Regions from separate parts of the Mus musculus genome. Here all the other regions are linked to region 2. The links are chromatin contacts, called in public HiChIP or PLAC-seq and promoter capture Hi-C maps. All regions are on one chromosome and are shown on one strand. Each heading gives the region's core, a stretch centred on a gene start, on an enhancer-like site or on the middle of the called end of the contact. The rest is flanking DNA. Distances are from core to core; before and after follow the strand shown.

What was found. Promoter capture Hi-C pulls out the DNA fragments that hold promoters and counts their contacts. HiChIP or PLAC-seq counts read pairs in DNA pulled down with a chosen protein or histone mark.
Region 1: a promoter capture Hi-C map of embryonic stem cells shows a contact between it and region 2. The contact joins the promoter of Adra1d here to the promoter of Rnf24 in region 2. A contact is called at or near these places in 6 of 39 promoter capture datasets (the 3T3-L1 cell line, 3T3-L1-derived adipocytes, embryonic stem cells and 3 more) and 2 of 484 Hi-C or Micro-C datasets (both in embryonic stem cells).
Region 3: a contact with region 2 is called in a promoter capture Hi-C map of erythroid cells, with 2.2 times the contacts expected there. The contact joins the promoter of Hspa12b here to the promoter of Rnf24 in region 2. A contact is called at or near these places in 2 of 39 promoter capture datasets (erythroid cells and liver), 1 of 115 datasets of contacts at active chromatin or transcription factors (forebrain) and 2 of 9 other capture datasets (adipose tissue and liver).
Region 4: a contact with region 2 is called in an H3K4me3 HiChIP or PLAC-seq map of bone marrow-derived macrophages, with 2.4 times the contacts expected there. The contact joins the enhancer-like site here to the promoter of Rnf24 in region 2. A contact is called at or near these places in 3 of 39 promoter capture datasets (the SN4741 cell line, cancer-associated fibroblasts and embryonic stem cells), 1 of 15 datasets of contacts at CTCF or cohesin (CD8 T cells), 19 of 484 Hi-C or Micro-C datasets (the AML12 cell line, the G1E-ER4 cell line, LSK cells and 12 more), 10 of 115 datasets of contacts at active chromatin or transcription factors (the 230-238 cell line, bone marrow-derived dendritic cells, bone marrow-derived macrophages and 5 more) and 3 of 9 other capture datasets (adipose tissue, embryonic stem cells and liver).

Annotation. Positions count from the first base shown.
Region 1 is chr2:131,560,770-131,563,969 of GRCm38.p6, reverse strand. Adra1d (adrenergic receptor, alpha 1d) reads left to right here and starts at 1,473. Exons shown (of 2, transcript NM_013460.5): 1 at 1,473-2,894. The coding sequence starts at 1,802. It overlaps Gm14285 (a long non-coding RNA gene), which reads right to left and starts at 2,194. Exons shown (of 3, transcript XR_374988.3): 1 at 2,110-2,194; 2 at 1,176-1,281; 3 at 1-1,023.
Region 2 is chr2:131,351,242-131,354,352 of GRCm38.p6, reverse strand. It overlaps Rnf24 (ring finger protein 24), which reads left to right and starts at 1,461. Exons shown (of 6, transcript NM_178607.4): 1 at 1,461-1,617. It overlaps Gm30590 (a long non-coding RNA gene), which reads right to left and starts at 1,521. Exons shown (of 2, transcript XR_374984.2): 1 at 1,175-1,521.
Region 3 is chr2:131,125,758-131,128,867 of GRCm38.p6, reverse strand. It overlaps Hspa12b (heat shock protein 12B), which reads right to left and starts at 1,456. Exons shown (of 13, transcript NM_028306.3): 1 at 1,354-1,456.
Region 4 is chr2:131,528,860-131,532,104 of GRCm38.p6, reverse strand. Gm30732 reads right to left here. Exons shown (of 2, transcript XM_017319385.2): 1 at 2,988-3,245; 2 at 1,761-2,094. The coding sequence ends at 1,824. Among named protein-coding and RNA genes, the nearest start is that of Gm30732, 4.5 kb to the right of the region's middle. Within about 2 kb of position 1,639, at least 27 of the 459 cell types and tissues checked have an H3K27ac peak or open chromatin away from gene starts, as enhancers often do. A contact at or near this core is called in the STO cell line, adipose tissue and bone marrow-derived macrophages, where this site is marked.

The DNA of each region.
Region 1 (3,200 bases), core at 224-2,723, 210 kb before region 2:
ATATCTGCCTTAGGAAGGCAGTGTGTGTATAAGTCATACTTTGCCTGCCAAGGGCTCAGCTCTTGTGGATCGAGTTCAGTGAATGGTCTGCAGGATGGGAGAAGAAGAAAGCTCATGTCACAACACAACTGAGGCTTTCATTGCTTCTACCATCCCACCATCTGCAACAAGGAATAAACCAGGCACCAAGGACATGCACATGACATTTTCAGAGCATCCTCCCGCATCTCTATGGCCTCGCTTCCATAAGCCAAGTCAAGGAAAGGAAGAAATGATGAAGAATGAAAGGTAGTGTTTTGAAGATGTATTTGTGCCTGCACTTGTGTGTGTGTGTGCTCGCGCACATCATGTGTGTGCCTACATGAGTTTATGTGCACCATGTAAGTACAGTTGCCTGAGGAGGCCAGTTTATGTGCACCATGTAAGTACAGTTGCCTGGGGTGGTCCAGTGGCATTGTGTCTCTCCCTATTGGTCCTCCTCCCTCCCTTCTCTTTCCCTTGCGTCCCTGCTTCCTAGCACAGCCCCGTCCCCTCTCCCCTCTGTTCTTCGTGTTCAGGCTTTACCCCACTATTCTCCACTCTTCTGAGAAGTATGGGCACTACTTTGGTGGCGCTGCTAACACAGTGAATCTTACTCTCGTTTTCACATGTGGGGAACCGAGGCACAAGACGCCGGAGCCTGAATGGTGGAGGCAAGCTACTCTGCTCCCTCCCTGTTAAGCACCCTGCAGTAACCTTTCCCACCCTCCAGAACGTGACCTTTTCTGCCCAGAGGGAGTCCCGAGTACTTCGAGTAGCAACAGGAAGATTTATTCTGACTTCTGATGCAGAGTAGAGTTGCAGGGCCAAAGTTGGTATTATTCAGAGTACGGGCAAAGTCCTAGGGCTGTGACCACACCATCTGGTCTCACGCCAGTCACGCCCATCTTCAACCCGCGCCCAAGCATCTTGACCCCTTCAGGGCTGTCTCAATGCCACCATCGCACCATAGTGGGTTTTGAGATCTTGGGCTGGCCAGTTGCCCTAGAAAAAAGAGGAGGGGCATCAAACCGCATCCAGACGTTCTCAAGTGGCAGCGTTTTTTTTAAATCATCCAGCCCTGAACCCACAGATCCTGGGCTCTTGCTGCTCTCTGGCGGCAGAAGCCGGGAGCCCGGAGTCCCGGGGAATCGCACCTTGTATGCTCCGCTAGGGCAAGGGCAAGCAGAGAGTGACCGCAAGTCCAGAGAGAGGAAGGGAGGCAGCGAGGAGCGCTGGGGCAAAAGCCGGGGTGCAGGAGAGCTGAGGAAAGGAGGATAAGGGGACAGCTAGGGCAGAGGACGGTCGTGAGCACCGGCGAGGACCCCCGCAGCCGCTGGACGCGCGGAGCCCCTTCGCTGGCTCGCGCCGGCCGCCCCCTCCTCCCTCCCCGCCGCCCCTCCTCCGTCCCGCCCCCGCGCAGAGTCCCCTGCGCTGCAGAGGCCGCCGCCTGCACTGACGCTCCCGGAGGAGCCACCGCTCGCCAGGACACGCTTGGAGAGGGGAGCAGGGAGCAGGGAGCCGGCCCCGGCCCTTGTTTTCTTGTGACTCTGCAGCCACCGCCAGAGCCCGTTCCCGTTGGGACCTTCACGGCCTGGTGACCTCCGCCCCGCTCTCCCTGCAGCACCGCTCCCCTGCGGCCCCTCTGCCGCGGGAACTTGGGCAGGACCGACGGGACCGGCGCGCGGGGCTGGCTCGGGCGCTGCGGCGATGCCCGCGGGCTCCCTCCCCGCCACTTGCTCGCCCTGTGCCTGGGCTCGGGCCCCGACGGCTGCGCCGTGAGATGACTTTCCGCGACATCCTGAGCGTCACTTTCGAAGGACCCCGGGCGAGCAGTAGCACTGGGGGCTCCGGCGCGGGCGGCGGAGCTGGCACGGTTGGCCCCGAGGGTCCGGCGGTGGGCGGCGTGCCGGGTGCCACAGGCGGTAGCGCTGTGGTGGGAACCGGCAGCGGCGAGGACAACCAGAGCTCCACGGCAGAAGCGGGGGCCGCGGCAAGCGGCGAGGTGAATGGCTCGGCGGCCGTCGGGGGGCTAGTGGTGAGTGCTCAGGGCGTGGGAGTGGGTGTCTTCCTAGCCGCCTTCATCCTCACCGCTGTGGCGGGCAACCTTCTCGTCATCCTCTCCGTGGCCTGCAACCGCCACTTGCAGACGGTCACCAACTATTTCATCGTGAACCTAGCAGTGGCTGACCTGCTACTGAGTGCAGCTGTGTTGCCCTTCTCAGCCACTATGGAGGTTCTAGGCTTCTGGGCCTTCGGCCGGACCTTCTGCGACGTATGGGCCGCGGTGGACGTGCTATGCTGCACTGCCTCCATCCTTAGCCTCTGCACCATCTCTGTGGACCGGTACGTGGGTGTGCGCCACTCGCTCAAGTATCCAGCCATTATGACAGAACGCAAGGCCGCTGCCATTCTGGCTCTGCTCTGGGCGGTGGCCTTGGTGGTATCTGTGGGACCGCTACTAGGTTGGAAGGAACCAGTGCCCCCGGATGAGCGTTTCTGCGGCATCACCGAGGAGGTGGGCTATGCGATCTTCTCTTCCGTATGCTCCTTCTACCTCCCCATGGCAGTGATCGTGGTCATGTACTGCCGCGTGTATGTGGTCGCGCGCAGCACCACGCGCAGCCTCGAGGCGGGCATCAAGAGGGAGCCGGGCAAGGCCTCTGAGGTGGTTCTGAGGATCCACTGTCGCGGCGCAGCCACTAGCGCCAAAGGAAATCCAGGGACACAGAGTAGCAAGGGGCACACCTTGCGCAGCTCGCTCTCCGTAAGGCTGCTCAAGTTTTCCCGCGAGAAAAAGGCTGCCAAGACCCTAGCCATCGTCGTGGGTGTCTTCGTCCTGTGCTGGTTCCCCTTTTTCTTCGTCCTGCCTCTGGGTGAGTGATTCCCTCACTTTAGACCCTTCCCCTCTGGGCGGTCCTTACCTGGAAAGCTTAGATGACCCACAACCTAACTGTGGAAGTTTATCAACTTCCTGTTCTCTTACTAGAGAGAGAGAGAGCGCGCCCGAGGGGTTCTTGATACTAATGTGTTTTCCCTTAAACAGGCTTCTCACTCTTTCTTACCCTTTGTAGATGTTACAAACCTCGGTCTTGCTTTAGTTCCTTGGAAATCTGAGCAAACATCAATCTGTATGATGTGATCAGTGTGTGTGATCCCCATAGATACCCATCTCTGGAAAT
Region 2 (3,111 bases), core at 212-2,711:
CTCTAGCCAGTACAACCACTGACATATTTTCCAAAGGAGATTCCTGGTGTGTATAGGTTTACAGTCGGTGGCAGGTGATATGCTTACAAGGGGTGGGTCCTCCCACATCAATCATTAATCAAGCATATGCCCCACAGAGGTGCCTTCAGTCCAGCCTGAAGGAGGTAATTCTTCAACTGGGGTAACCTCTCCCCGGACAACTCTAGTTTGTGCGACACTTCTCTTGAATGCAGTAAAAGAAAGCCTGAGATAGTAATCCAAGCCCTTGAGTATCTTCACTCACGTGGCCTGCAGCTCCGTTGTAGTGTGTCCTGAATATTTCTTTCTTTCTTTTTTTTTTTATTTTGCTTTGCTGCTCCCCCCCCCCCCCTTGCTTTGCTTCAACTAAATTTTCTTGCTACTTTTACACATCGGTGAGAGCTTTTATTTCAATTCCTTGAACAAGAGACCAAGAATATGAAAGCTTTGTACCCTAATGTCGGTACTGATCTGCCTTAGCCTATGTGCCAAGGTGACAGAATTAGGTAGGACTTTTAAGCTGGCAACAACACAGCAGGGATCCTGAGAGCAGAGGTAGAAGGGGGGCGGGGGAAGGAGGGGGAGAGGAGGGAAGAGGAGGGCAGGGGAGAGGTGGGGAGGAGAGAAGGGAAATAGCTCACAGGTGTTGGCCTGATTTGGAGAGAGAGGAAGTTGGGTCGAGGGTCTGTGATTAAACATTCTGAGTCCTTCTTACTTCCCCTTTCCTAGGAAATGTATGGTTTACTAAAGCTGGAGGAATGGGCTGGTGGGCATTTTCCATGATGAATTTAAAGTCACAAACTAGTTATGGTTTATAGAAGGATTGGGGGCGGGGGGGGGGGGGGAAATACCTCCCAGGGAAATGGGAAGTTAAGGGAGGGAGGCCTGAGGTGCGGTACCCACACCCTCTGCTAATCCGTTTTAGCAGTGGTAGCTATGAGAACTCCTGCATGCTTTCGCTGACCTGCTAGAATTTAGGCAAGGGCTCAGTGCTCCCAAATCCTGAGTCAGTTTGTCTGTAGTGTAGAATAGGAGCTGGGGGTCGAGAGTAATGAGTAGATGTAATTAAATAAAGGACACACTGTTTCTTAAATATATTTCCTTCCACTGTCTGTACAGGCGCAGCAGGTGGAAGATCTAACTAGGGGTACCTCACCTTTGAGGACTCTTGGGCCGGATGCTACGAGAAGCGAAGCTTTACTTTTTTAACTCTTACGAACGTCCACATACACGGAAAACACTACACAGCGGAGAAGATATGAACCTTATAGCTGGGCATCACGAATCAATCCTCTAGAGCAGCCAGTAGCCCAGCGGAAGGGACGCCGCGCCTGCGCACTTGCCGACAATGAAGCCGCGCGCCCTCAGTGAGGAGGCGGGACTTGCCCGGGCATCCGGGTCCCACACCCCGCCCCCGCGGCATGAATGAGAGGCGCGGCGCCGCCCCTCCCCCGCCGGGCCCGCCCCTCGCCGGGGCCGCAGCTAAGCAGTCGCTACCGCCAGCTCAGCGGCTCGGACTCACGGACGCGGCTCTAGCAGTTCACCGCAAGAAGCTGACTCCGGGCGCCGCCGCCCGCACGCCCGCTGCCCGTCGCCCGGGTGAGTGAGGGGAGGGCTGGGCCTGAGCGCCGCGCGGCTGAGGCTGAAGCGCAGGCTCCGCAGGTCCGGCTCTGGGATGCTGAGGGCAGCGCGCCGGCCTCGCACCCCCTCCGAGACCGGGGTCCGTGGGTTAGTCCCCACATACAGGCACAAAGGGCGGCGCGGGCTGTCACCCGGAGGTCACCTCGGGCTGGGCCCGGGCGGGGGAGGCGGGATGGGCGGAGGATGGAGGAGCCGCTGCCTCTGCGTCGGTGGTGGGGACCGACGCTGGTCTCGGGGGGTGCGGTGTGGCAGTGGTTTTCTGGTCCCGAGCCACTCCTTCTTTTGTGGTGCTTGTCTCGTGCCTGGTTGTCACACCGTGCAAGGCACACTGAGACCTCTCTGGTTGGCTTATTTATTAATGAAAGTCATATGGCGGCCTCATCATTTGTGGGTGGGGGGCGTGCGTGCACCCACAGGCCAGAGAATTAGTGACCCTGCTTTGTTTCCGGAGACCTTAGTGGTGTGTGTCCTGTGAAATGAGACCGTCTGAGATCGTCGTAAAGGGCAGAAGGAAAAGAGGTGTAAAGATAACTTCATCTTTACCCCTTCGTCTCTGGTGTTATTTCAGATAACAGGTCTTTTGGTGTTTCGTTGTTTCTCATTGTAAAACCAGTGGGTCTGTTCATTGAAAGTGTGAGTCTGCATTCTTATGTCTCTGTATATTTAGAACACTTTCTTTTACGATTAATGGTGATCTATTTACGTAGCGGCGGTACGCCGGCATCCTGAACATTGTTTTCTGGGCTTAGTTCATGATAATAGGTCTTTGTGCTTGTGTACCTATCTATAGGAATACTCCCAATATATCTAGGGCACTGCTTTCCCCACTCTTCCATACAGACAGATTATGTTTCTTGCCTTTCTGCTCTAATAAGAGGTGGTCTAGCAGGTTCTTTCCACCTTCTTGTCAGTCCGGTCGTCGCCCTCCCCGCCCCCGCCCCGCACCCCTTAATGCTTTGGCAAAGGATATTACCTAAATATTACCGTGGTATGCACCCTAGCTTTGATCTGAATTTTTGTGTGTTTGGTTGTGCAGCCTAGCTGAACAGATCATCTTACATGACTTATCAGAAAGCACCCCTTTTTTCCTCCATTGTTTGTCTTCATTCCCCCTCGCCCCTGCTCCTGGTTCCCCCCTTCTCCGTCCCCAAAGAGGCTAGGAAGCGCTGCTGGGTTCCATAGGCTTTAACTTGATAGGGTGTGTTCACTTAGACAGTTAAAAAGAGGTATTTAAGATAGGCAGGTGTGGCCGAAAATGCCTTCTCTGGACTTGGGAGGAAGAGGCAGTAGGATCTCTGTGGTTTCAAGGCCAGTCTGATTTACATAGTAATTTCCAGGCCATAACACAGAATGAGACCTTGTCTCAATAAACAACAAACTTTTCCTTGTTATCTTGTTTTAAGCAAGATTATTTGAATTTTAGAAGATAGTTATTACTCTAGTTGGATAATG
Region 3 (3,110 bases), core at 207-2,706, 230 kb after region 2:
AGTCACCCCATTTCCCAGTGAAAAAAACTGCATGCCAAATCCAGACCCAGACCCATTTAGCCCTGCCTATGGGCAGCTCTTAACTCTTGGCCTCATGACTCTGACTCTTCAGATTCACCCTGACCTACATCCCTGAGTGCTGTCTGACAGACAAGGTCTGTCAGTCATTGAAGACCAGGACTGGGTGTGGCCAAGTGGGAACTCAGAGACTTCTCCAGATCTCACAGTAGCCTAGAATTCTTTTGCCCTATGGACACAGTTCTCCAAGGGTCTCTTGTTGCGTGGGGTGATTAGGATGCGTTCCTGTGATCTCCAGAAATCTGCAGGTGTGTCTTGCTGGGCTTCCTGTTTCTACATGATGCTCATGAGAACAAAGAACCCACTCAGATCTTAACATTCTTCTCGGGGACCCTGCCTCTCAGCCTAGCACCCTGCCAGCCCTTTATTGCAACAGGACTGTCAGCAGGCTACGGTCAACTGGGGCCACAGGATCAGATCAGAACTGGCACCCAAAAGGCTGCCCCACCCTATGAGGAGATGACTTCAAGGAGAGGGGACCAGGAAAAGGCTGTGGAGTGAGGCGGCCACTCCCTCCTGTGATGGCTATGGGTGATGGGAATGGCCATGGGTGGTCCCTCTCTGCCTCAGCTTTGCTCCTTATGCCTGCACCACCCCTCTGGGTAACCTAATCATCCATCATCAGGGCAATAACTAGTTCACAATCTCTGTTCCACCAACACCTAATGCCCATTCATCCATGACCGCTCTCTCCAACGAAATTTTTCACTCTCCATGGCTCCAGAAGTCTGCATAAGTGTTCCTTTCTTCTCTTTCCTCCATCGACAGACTTACTCCACAGATAACTCCTCTAACCTTATAGAAGCTCAGACCCCACCCAACTTGGATTCCCACCTTTTGAGAGAAACCTGAGGTCTCTGGAATATTGACATCCTGATCACCCTGACGCTCTCCCACATCCCTGGGTCTCAGTGACTGGCGTCTCCTGAGGCAATTCTTGACACAAATACATCCAACCCCTTGTCTCACTTCTGGCCTAGGCAGCAGGTCCCCACAACTGGTTAAGTGAGCAGGCCCTAGTCCACAACGACTCTCCTGCCAGGCTCCACCCCACCTCCCCTGCAGCGGTTTCTCCAGACTAAAACTCCAGTGGGGTTCCATAGCCCCAGGTAGGAGCCAGAGCTCAGTTGCCTCCCCCTGTCCAGGCCAGCGGGCCCGCCTCCTCGCCTCCTCGAGGAGCTTGCAGATCTGCCCCCACCCAGCCAGTGGGCTCACAGTTCCCCAGGGCAGCCTCTGCAACTCTCTGGGAAGCCCAGAGGTCCTTCCCCAGCTCACCTCCGCCCCTCGGACAGCTCCTCCGGGTCTTGTCGCCTGGGTGCTAGCTCAGAGTCCCGCAGCGGAGCTTACAGTGGACCTCAACGTGCACCAGGCCCGTCTCTGCACCCTCCCCCAGGCCGGATGGCCGCACTCGCCGCCCAGATGTGCGAGCCGGGGCGGGGCCTGCCTGCGCGGGGCTCAGCCGAGGGGGCCCAGCCCGAGCCCCTCCCAGTTCCCTCACAACACAGCAGCACTGCGGGCCAGCGGGCCAGCGGTGCCTCCCCTGCTCAGAGGGCAGCAGCACAGGGGGGTGGGATGGGAGAAGGCAGAGGGGGAGGAGCAGGGTGTGCGGAGAATTCCAGACCCTCAAAGACCTTTTGCTGCTCGCATTTCCCCAGCTGCCCTCCCTGGTGCTGGGCCTTGGCATCTGCTGCCCAGAGTCTAGTCCCCTACGAAGGGTGACCCTGTCCTAGGTCTTTGCAGTCTCCTCAACACTTTTTCGTCCCCGATTGTCTGAACTTAGGGTGAAGGCAGAAGCTAGGTTTCCAGGCTGGGACCTCAGGCCTGACTGGAGACCTCCCAATTTGCCTCAACAGTGAGAAGTCCTCAACCTTTCGAATGAGGCTTACGGCCTTCTTGTATCAACCCAGGACCTCCTGGTGATGCCAGGTTCTGGCTTAAGTCAGGAGACTTGTAGGGGAAGCCCTGATGGTCAGGTGCTTGCCTGAGCTCTGTCCGGAGCTGACTTACCCTGCCCTGTACTCCCAGGATCTGTCAAGTCCTCTGGTCCCTGTGCCCCACAAAGGCCCCAGATGCTTGCAGACCTTACCTCCTTGTGACCTGCTCCCCTAGACCCAGCAGCGGACAAGGAGGGGAGCTGCTTTTGTTCTCTGCCATGTCACCCTTTGCCAGACCTCGGTTTCCCTCCTGGTCTGCCTAGGTTCTCTCATTGTGCCCAGAGAAAATGTGTCCCTTCCCTAGGGCTTGCTGCCCATACTGTCATATCTGCTGTCCCAGAGGGCTTTCTGACCGAGGTCAGGGCTGGAGGGGTGTGTCTGTCCCAGCAAGGTGTCCAGCCAGCAGGTTTCCCTGCCTGACTGAGGACAGAGGCACCCGTGCAGTATGTGTGTGACACTGTATCTCGTGTCTGTGTGTATTTGGCTGTTAGGGTATGTGTGACAAGACTTTTTTTTAATTAATCGATAAATTAATTTACTCACTTTATATCCCAGTTGCAGCCCTCACAGCCCCTCCCCCAACCCCTTCTCAGAGAAGGGGGAGGCCCCCTGGGTGTGCCTAGTTGTTCGCTGACAAGACATTTTGCAGAGGCCTCTAGGGGCTTGACCTCCTTCAGGGTCCGACTCTCCCACACACCTGCTTCTTGTTTTTTGTTTCAAGCATCCAATTCCCCCTGGGCCACAGCTGCAGATCCCCAGCTCAGGTGGTGGCCTGATGGCACTCCCTCATGTGGCTCCATCTCTGCCCTGGGTCCTGCTTCACTCCTCCTCAGTCACTGTCCCACCTCTGCTCAGCTTTCCCAAGCCCAAGCCTAAGCCTAAGCCTAAGCCTAAGCCTAAAACCAAGCCTAACTCTATCCCTACCCCTACCCCTACCCCTAACTCTAACCCTAACCCTAACCGTCTACACAGAGGGCAGCAGATGGTTCACAAGAATCCTCGATCCATGTTAGAGGTTTGGTTCTGTCACCATAGAAAGCTTGGGCCCAATGGGCGTGGATGAAGGACCTGCTGAATGCCTGTCCTGTCCTTCTCCTT
Region 4 (3,245 bases), core at 390-2,889, 180 kb before region 2:
GTTCCTAGTGCCCGCATGTACTCACGGCCAGCCATCTGTAGCCCCTTTCCTGGCCTCTGTGGGCACCAGTCATACACATGGTGCACAGACATACATGCAGGCAAATAAAATAAAACTGAAAATATTTCCCAATAGGATTTTTTTAAAGAAATTATCAAAGTTCAAACTAATATGTCAAGTGTCTTGAGGGTGGCAGCTCTTTGGATCTAAAAATGTTCCCCAAGAATATGAGAGATCACACAGTCTCTCCCTCCTTCCTTGTATGTGCCCCCCCCAGGTCCCTCTCTCCCCTCCTCCCTCCCTCTCACCCTTCCTTTTGCCTCACTCTCCCTCCCTCACTCCTTGCCCCTCACCCCCTCTCTCCCCTCCTTCCCTCCCTCAGTCTCCCTTTTGCATCTTCCCTCTCTCTCTCTTTCCCTCTTTCCCTCCCTCTCCACCTCCCTCCCTCCCTGTCACTCTTCTTCCTTCTCTCTCTCTCTCCAAACACATCCTGTCATATGTCTCACCAGAGGCCCAAAGCAGTGCATCTGCAGGGCCCTTAACTGAAACACCCTGGACTGGAAGTCAGAGTGAACCTTTCCACTTTATGAGCCAATTTTCTCAGGTATTCTGCCACAGTAGCGGAAAGCTGCCAAACGCATTAACCTTACAAAAGTGTTCCTGGCAGTCAGCAGGCTGTTAAGGGCAACGGCTCACAGTCTCGGCGATTCCTCCAGGTCACTGTTTTAGGTAACTAGTAAAGTCGAGTTTGGCAAATCAATGTCTAATAATTAGTCTTTTCTACATGACTCTACTTCAAAACCACTACAAACCGCACATACAATACACAGATCATGCATGTTGTTCTTTAAAGTTTTGAACTTCAAGAAACAAAAGTGTTTTTTGTGCCTCTCTCAGTCATTAATCTTACCAGTTATTAGATATTGATTTATCTGATGGCTTTCTTAGAGCACTGCATGTACTGTGTGTCTGCCAAGCATGGCTTCACCTGTTACCTGGAACAGAGTGACCTGGAGGAAAAGCTGAGATGATGAGCCGTTGCCCCAAACCCTTCTGTAAAAGCTTGCTTGCTTGCCAGTCTGACTTGTATTTTAGAATATAAAATGAGAACGCAAACTGAGCCTGGCATCAAAACCTTTCAGGATTTGTCCTGGCTTTGGTCCATCAGTGGCGGCTCATCTCTTCCACTCACTGGTGTCAGAGTGCTTATTCCAGAAAGATTCCCCCGCCCCGGATGCTCAGATGTCCGAACTGGGGCCCCAGGTGGTGGTGCTGTTTGGGGAGGTCAGGATGCTGCACCCTGCTGGAGGATGTACGTCACTTCAGGCAGCTCTGAGCGGTTCCAGTTCCCTCTCCACTTCTGCTTGTGGTTGAAGATGTGCACATCAGCTCCCTTCTCCAGCAGCTTGCCTGCTGCTGCCACACCTCCTCGATGAGGTGGTGATGAGCTCGTCCCCATGGGTCTATAAGCCAAAATAAACCCTCCTGTAAGTTGCTGTTGGTCATGGTGTTTTATCCCAGCAACAGAAAATAACTAACACACAAACAACTACATTCCAGTAAATACGTTTAGTTTTTATATAAGTTATGTATGAAAGGCTCGTGTTATCCCCATGGTGTAGCCAGATCTAACCGGCCACAATAAGTAAACGCAATGCTGTTCCTCACAGCTGTGTCACTTCCATCAACCCAGAGCCACACCGTGTGGGGGGCTCTGACACCAGATTGAAGAGTAAATTGAAATCACACTTCTGATATTATTCATTGTTCAGTGTTTATTAAACGGGGTCCAGTGACCGCTTGCTTGGTTCATTCTCAGGAATTCAGAAAAGCTCAGAGAATACAAATCCTCTCAATGCAGCAAGTGCTGTGTTCCCATATGGCCAGAAGGTGGTGCTAGAGGTCATGGTCATGGTTCGTGGCTTGTCCTTTCTTCCAGAGAACTTCTGCCTCTCCAGGCCTGCCTTGTGAGAAGGAGAACCCATTTGACCCTTGTGTATCTTTGCAGTTGGAAAAATCTCCACCACTAACTGCTGGTGTGAGCACGGTGGAACTGAGACAGTACCAGCGCAGACAGCAGCATGTGACACTTCCCTGTGAAGAGGAGCAAAGAGCAATGACAGAAGCAAACAGGCAGCTGGAAAGTCGGGATAAAGGTCCCTGCCTTAGAGGGTGGGGATTACAGGTCACCAAAGCAGAGTAGGGGTCAACCTTGTGTCCCGAGGGAATTCCCACAGGAGGCTAGAGAGCTGTCTGTATGGGTGAGAAGTGACTTACTTAGATTTTATGTGTCTATGAGGCAGAAGACAGCAAAGAAAAATAGAGTTGTGGGCAGGAGAGGAGTGTCAGGAACCTAAAGGGAGACCCAAGAGGGCTGCCACCAACACTAAGGGCGCGTCTCCAGGCTCACACCCTTGCATGGTGTCTTCCTTCCCTTACCATTCTGTAAACCTTTTCCATTAACCTGTCTCTACACTGGGTACTATTTTGGATGCACCGGATACGTAGCAGTGAACAGGGAACTTCCATAGTCATGAGATGGAAGGACAGGCATCTGCATAAACACCAAGTAGCAAAGGGGAGGAAAGAAAGGCCGTGAAGAAAGGGGGCACAGAATGGGGTAGACGGGGTAACTGTGGAAAAGGACAGTATGCCCAGAAAAGTATCTGATTAGAACCCTGACAAAAAAGAGCAGCCAGGTCCTAGGGGAAGACAGAGAGGAAGCAGGGGGACCTTAGAACTTCTCACAGGATGACTGAGAGCAACGCCTTGCTTCTCCAGTGTGAGGGCTGTCCCTGGAAACCAAGGAGGCTGCATTGGCCCTGTGGAGGAGGTTATAGAGGAACACCACCTGGGAGGCTGCCTCCGCCACTCAAGGCAGAGATGCAGGTACAGTGGGGTATCTCAAAGGATGCGATTCAGAATGCGTAAGAGGAGTCGATGAGACTCGCCTATGGGAAAGCAGATGATAGGGAGTGGATAGTGACCTGAGTGTTCTGAAGCCAAAGAATGGTGGTGCCACATGCTCAGACGAAGAAGATGAAGTTGGACTGGACTGTGAGCGGTGGGAGGGAAAGCCCTGCTTTGTCTGTGGAAAGATGGCGTAGGCGGCACTGTATGGTCTGTGTGGTGTGCTCCTCTGCTTTATCCTGGTCAGTGGGCACAGCCCTTCTCCTCCAGACGAGCCTGCTGGTATGGCTTGGCTCATGACAGAATTATGCTGACTAGTTTTAGGAGAACAAGAA